2 separate regions of the Mus musculus genome follow, and region 1 is linked to region 2. Evidence: chromatin contacts called from public Micro-C data. All regions are on one chromosome and are shown on one strand. The core of a region is the stretch at or near the end of the contact, and the rest is flanking DNA. Distances in the headings are between cores, read along the strand shown.

Region 1 (2,715 bases), core at 25-2,524, 540 kb after region 2:
TGTGTGTAGGCCGGAGGACACGTTGCTAGTGACATCCCACATGGGTTCTGAGGAACCAATTGGGGCAAGTGACCTTACCCACTGAACCATTTTGCCAGGAAACGACCCTCCCACAGGGGTGGGTGAGGGGAAATGTTTTTAGTAGTGGTTAAAAGTAACATACATGCTAAGACCCAGGACACAGGAAAGTACTACTGAGACACACATAGCTACTGAAGCCCAAACTAATCACATGATGAGCCCTGCCTTCTCTGATTTCTGCAATGGAACCACATCCCCTAATCCCTAAGCATTTGAAAGCTATATAAAGCTCCTTTCGAGGCACTTGTTCCCCACAACTCTCTGCCAGAAAGTTAAGACAAGGGCATCCAGAGGCCTTAATGCCCGGACTGGAAAGCTCTGGGCTAACACCCTGATTAGAGATTAACTGCTTCTCCGAACACCTGAAGCATATTTTAAATGCTTCTCGATGTTCTCATTTCTGTGTGCAGATATCGCCTTGGTGCTGTATAAATTAGTCATACTGTAAGCTCTATTTTAGACTCTGTGTACAATACATATATAGAACGGCCCACAACGGTGAGAGACGTGCACGGACTCACATCCGAGCTGGGTGGGAAAGGCAGGTGGGCTCAACGAACGCGCTGATGCTGGTGAAAACTATCCCTCCTGCCTCCCCGTTCTCGATGATCTTCTTCGAGGTAGACTAGGCACGGAAACGGGGAGGACAGGCAGGCACCCCAGCTCCCCACCCATGCCGCCGGAAGGTCCTCACCTCTAGCTTGTCCGTCAGCTCCTTGTGCATCTGCTCGTACTGCCGGCTCATGTCCTGGTTCCTCTCGAGCAGCGCCTTGCCTAGTCGGGCCGCCAACACCAGATCCTTCTCCTTCTGGCGGATCACCGACAGCAGCTCGGGATCCTGGGTAGGCGGCGGCGGCAGCGGCGGCCCGTGCCCCTCAACCGGAGACTCCGGCTCCGCCTGAGGATGCTCGCCGGGCTCGGACGACCGCTCCCCGGCCGCCAGCAACGCCAGCTCCTCCTCTAAGGCCAGTTCCAGTTCCCCGGGACCTCCGGGGAAGGAGACGAGGGCGGCAGCAGTGGCGGGACTCCGGACTGCGTCCCCGGCCCCAGCGGGCAGCTCCATGCAGCAGGCGCTGTCCGGCTCGGCGGGTGCTGAAGCTCGGCCGGCCAAGCCCAGGCAGAAGGCGGACATGGCCCGCGCGCGCCGAGCCCGCAGCGGTGCGGCCCGGCCGGCGCGCGCCAGGCTGCAAGGCGGGGGGTGGGGATGGGGATGGCGGGGGAGGGGCCCCGCCGCGCCGCCCCGCGCTTCGCCTCGCCTTGCGCCGCGGCACGCGCCCCCCGGGTCCCCGCGAGCCCTGGGCGCGGCGCGCGCGGGCGGGCAGGCGGGCGGCCCCTCCCCCGCGCCGGCGACACGCGCCCCCGCCCCCGGGGGGCTCAGCTGCTGGCGCGCGCCCGGGACGCGGACGACGGGGGTGGGCAAGAGCGGCAGAAGGGGAGATTGAAGAGGGGTGGCGGGGTGCGGAGCGGGAGGAGAAGCCGCGCTAAGGATCGCCGCCGCGGCCGGGGTTCAGCCGCCCTGTTGCTGCCGCTGCTGCTTCTGCTGCCGCCGTCGCCGCCGCCGCCGGCCGGCCGGCGCCTCACGGGGAGGGCTGCGCTCCGCTGTCGCTGCGTCGCTCGTTGCTGCTGCTGCCGTCGGCCGCTCCTTGCAGCCGCGCTCCATGTCCCCCGGCTCGGCGGCAGCAGCGGCGGCGACGGCGGCTGCTGCTGCTGCAGGGGCCGAGGCGGCGGCTCGACATCGTTGGCCGCACAGCCCCGGAGCAGTCCTTCCTTCTTGCCTGCCCGGCCCCGCAGCTCACCCGGCCGAGGAACCCGCCCGGCTCGCCCGCCGGGCTCGCTCCTCCGCCCGCCCGCCCCGCGCTTCCGGCCGCGCCCCTCTTCCCCGCCCCGGGGGCCGGCGCCTGACGCGCGCGGGCACCTGTTCGCCGCCGCGCCCGCGCGGGATTCGCCGACGCTCCGCTCGCCTCGGCCGCGCCCAGGTGGCGCCCGCCTAACCCGGACGTGGCCTCACGCGACGCGGGGACGGATGCGCGCGCCGCCCGTGGGGAAGCTCAGCGCGTCCTGAAAGGCCGGAGCCTCTCCCTCCCGTGTGTGTGTGTGGGGGGGGGGGGTGGGGACGGCCACGCCCCCGGCCTGGAGCCACGCCCTCAGCCTCGTTCCCAGCTCTAGGTGTGGCCACGCCCCCTGCGCGCTCACCTAAGGGTGCGGCTCTACGTCCACCACTTCTCCGACTCCTCCTCAGCTTGGCGCTCGGCCACGCCCCCTGCCTCGTTTTCGCCGGGGCCACGCCCCCCGCGCTCGCACCTCTGGGTGTGGCCTCCTCCTCCTCCAGACTCCCACGCTCTCACCCCTGATGGCGCTCTGCAGCGGCACGCGTCCTCTTCCTCGCCTCCGCGGCCCCAGCCCGCAGCCTCTCTTCGGTTTGGGGAGCTGGCGGGAGCCCCATTTGGATTGGGTCTTGTGGTGGGGTATCCTAGCTGGTCTGTGGTCCGAGGGGGCTGCGGACAATTATGTGAGTCAGGGAGCCAGGCGGAGAGCCATTTGCAGTGCGGGATTTCTATCTGAACCCCTGCAAGAGCTAAGCAGTCGGGAGAGGGAGCCCTCGAGAAAAGGAGGCGGAGGAATGACTTGGAGAAC
Region 2 (2,700 bases), core at 89-2,588:
GGTCTTATCCCACAATTGCCTAACTGCCATTCAGATAGCATCCCTGGAATACCATCTTCCTTGAAAACACTCTCAAGTTCTAGATGGAGCCGTAGCTCTGGACAGACCCTTCATGCCTGTCCAGACATCTCTTCTCCTCCCCATTTTTCCAATCCCCTAACTTTCCCAGACCTTTGAGGACACTCTAAGTCACGGCTAGTATAAATCATCCACAAGCAACTCGCTGTACTCCCAGGCCCTCCCCCTTTGCCGCTCAGACTCCAAGCCCTTCGCTCCTCTGGGTCGCCAGAGGCCAGAGAGAGGAGAAGGTTGGCGCCGCCTGCTCCAAGCGCTGCTCACGACCCTGGAAAATCTCCCGGAGGATTGCGGAGGTCGCTCTTGCAGGTGCGAGGCAGGCTCAGCTGAGCGGCGCCCAGGAAGAGGCCCGAAGTGTGGACAGCGCACAGGGTGCTGAATCAGACACGGGGGTGGCGGAGCGCCAGGGCCGCGGGAGGACAGGATGAGCCAAGGTGCACCCCGACTGGGCAGAGCGAGCAGAACCGGGGACGCGCCGCCGCCGTAGGGTCCCGAGCGCCGGTGCCCGGAGCGCGGGCGAGGGGCGCGGCCCTTACCTGGCCGAAGGCGGAGCTGAGCATGGGGCGCAGCCGGTGGAGGAACGGGTCCGCCTCGGGGGTGCCAGCAGGAGCCGGGTCCCCGCGACCCCGCGATCGCAGGGAGCCCCGTAGACCGAGCGCTGGCGCCAGCCCCCGTTCCTCCCCATCGCGCCCGCGGGCCGGCGGTAGCGTCTCCCGGGGCCTGCAGTGCGCCTGGGGCAGCCCACGCCGGCTCCCGCGCGCGCCCTCGTCCCGCGGCACGGGCCGGCACAGGGGCCTCCGCGAGCTGGGGTCCCCGCACGGTGGAGGCGAGCCGGGGCAGGGACCGGGCAGCCGGCGGCCACGCAGCCCGGGGTCCCGCGCAGAGCTGTGGCGGGGAGCCCGGCTGCCCCCGCTCGCCGCCGCCGCCTTGAGCAGCGACGTCTTGGACTCGCTCTTGGCAATGTGCGAGCTCATCGCGGCGGGGCCCGCGCTCGCATGGCCCGGCGGGGGTGGTGCGGGGCCCCCGGAGGGCAGAGAGCGGGGCGCCCGGCGGGAGCCAAGCCCGAGGACGCGCTGCAGGCGGGCGCCGTCCCCTGGCCGCTTAAATGCGGCCCCGTCGCCGCCGCCCATGTGACAGCGCAGCCTCTGCGCCTGGAGCCTCGAGCTCCCGGCGGCCGGCGCTGCAGATCTGGGGGGGCAGCTGGTTGTCCCCCGAGAGCCCACCCCCGGCTCTCCCGCGGCCCAGGTGCCGCCGCGCCCCGCCCCTCGCCCCGCCCAGCGCTCGGGGAGTCCCGCTTCCGGGCGCCTCTGGTGGCCAAGGGGGCGCTGCGGCACTGAATGTGAGCACGAGGGAAGGGGCTGGCTAACCTCCCCCAAGGAGACTGGCGGAGCCCCTTATCACGCCCAGAGGATCCCTCCATGCCCAGGATCGGCCGGTCGCCCCCCCCTCACCCCAAAGTCAAGCAAGGGTGCACTTTCCAGAGAGAACAACTTTGGCAATAGGACCAAAGGGGTGCAGGACGCTAGAGACTCAGCTAGGATGCAGGCACTCTGTGACACCATCCAGACAAACGCAGGAGCCAGATGACCTGGAAGGATAAAGCTAGGAGTGTATCCATGCCTCGTCCATCCACCTTCCATAGAGTACACCGGACTAGGATTGCCCCGAGCAAGTCAGCCACGGAATTTACAGTTGACACAACAGAAGAGGAGCCAGGTGGCATCTGGCTGCAGCTACCTGTCCCGGAAGTGCCTGGTGGTGGTCAAGTTCCAGGTAGGACACGTTGGCTATGCTTGTTTCTCCATCGAACCACCTCCTGCCCTTCTAGTTGTTAGAGAGAGGACTCCTGCCCTTGGTAAGCATCCAGGAAGTCACACTGTGCTGGTTTCAATCTCAAATCCCAGCTCTGCAGCTTGCCATCTGGGAAGCTTGGGCAAGTGTCATCAGCCTCCCTGAGCCGGTTTCCCCTCTTCAGTGAAATGCAAATGATTCTTCCCAAACTGATTTCGTGGCGACACAAGATTTCCTGGTGCTCAAGAAAGACTCCAGCAGGAGGGAGCTGGCACAGGGCACACACTCATTTAGCAGCTTCTCTCCAGTCTGCACCTCCTGAGGCCCCCTTGTACCAAGGTGCTTAGTAGTAGGGACGTTAAGATTTGGAGGCGAGGGCCTCCCTGTTCTCTGCCCATCCTCTGTCCCTTACAACCTGCTCACTGCTTAGCCTCATTAGGATAGATGGGCAGACTCCCAATATCACGGGGCTTCGAGGAGGACCCTCTTTTTTGCATGGTGTATTTCTACCTATGCATGTGCAAAAAAAGAAAGATCTGGACGTGGTGGCATGGGCCTGCAATTCCAGCATGTGGTAGGTGGAGGAACCAGAATTGCTATAAACTTGAGGCTTCAGAGTAAGACTCTGTTTAACTATTCTAACTCGTGTGTGTGTGTGTGTGTGTGTGTGTGTGTGTGTGTGTTTTGGGGGGGGGATCTGGGTGTGGTGGCACATGTCTGAAATCCCTTGGGAGAAGCAAACAGGAGGGTTAGAATAACGAGTTCCAGGCCAGGCTGGGCTACATGAGACCCTGTCATATAAATAAATAAAGCTGGGCAGTAACGGTGCACACC

Evidence for each region. Hi-C and Micro-C count contacts between places; a contact is called where the count stands out from the background.
Region 1: a contact with region 2 is called in a Micro-C map of embryonic stem cells, with 2.9 times the contacts expected there. The contact joins the promoter of Bicdl1 here to the promoter of Cabp1 in region 2. A contact is called at or near these places in 1 of 484 Hi-C or Micro-C datasets (embryonic stem cells) and 1 of 115 datasets of contacts at active chromatin or transcription factors (pancreatic cancer cells).

What each region holds. Positions count from the first base shown.
Region 1 is chr5:115,730,347-115,733,061 of GRCm38.p6, forward strand. Bicdl1 (BICD family like cargo adaptor 1) reads right to left here and starts at 1,275. Exons shown (of 9, transcript NM_001080808.2): 1 at 776-1,275. The coding sequence starts at 1,213.
Region 2 is chr5:115,193,043-115,195,742 of GRCm38.p6, forward strand. Cabp1 (calcium binding protein 1) reads right to left here and starts at 1,339. Exons shown (of 6, transcript NM_001310712.1): 1 at 612-1,339. The coding sequence starts at 1,205. It overlaps Gm35515 (a long non-coding RNA gene), which reads left to right and starts at 1,296. Exons shown (of 3, transcript XR_387599.4): 1 at 1,296-1,848.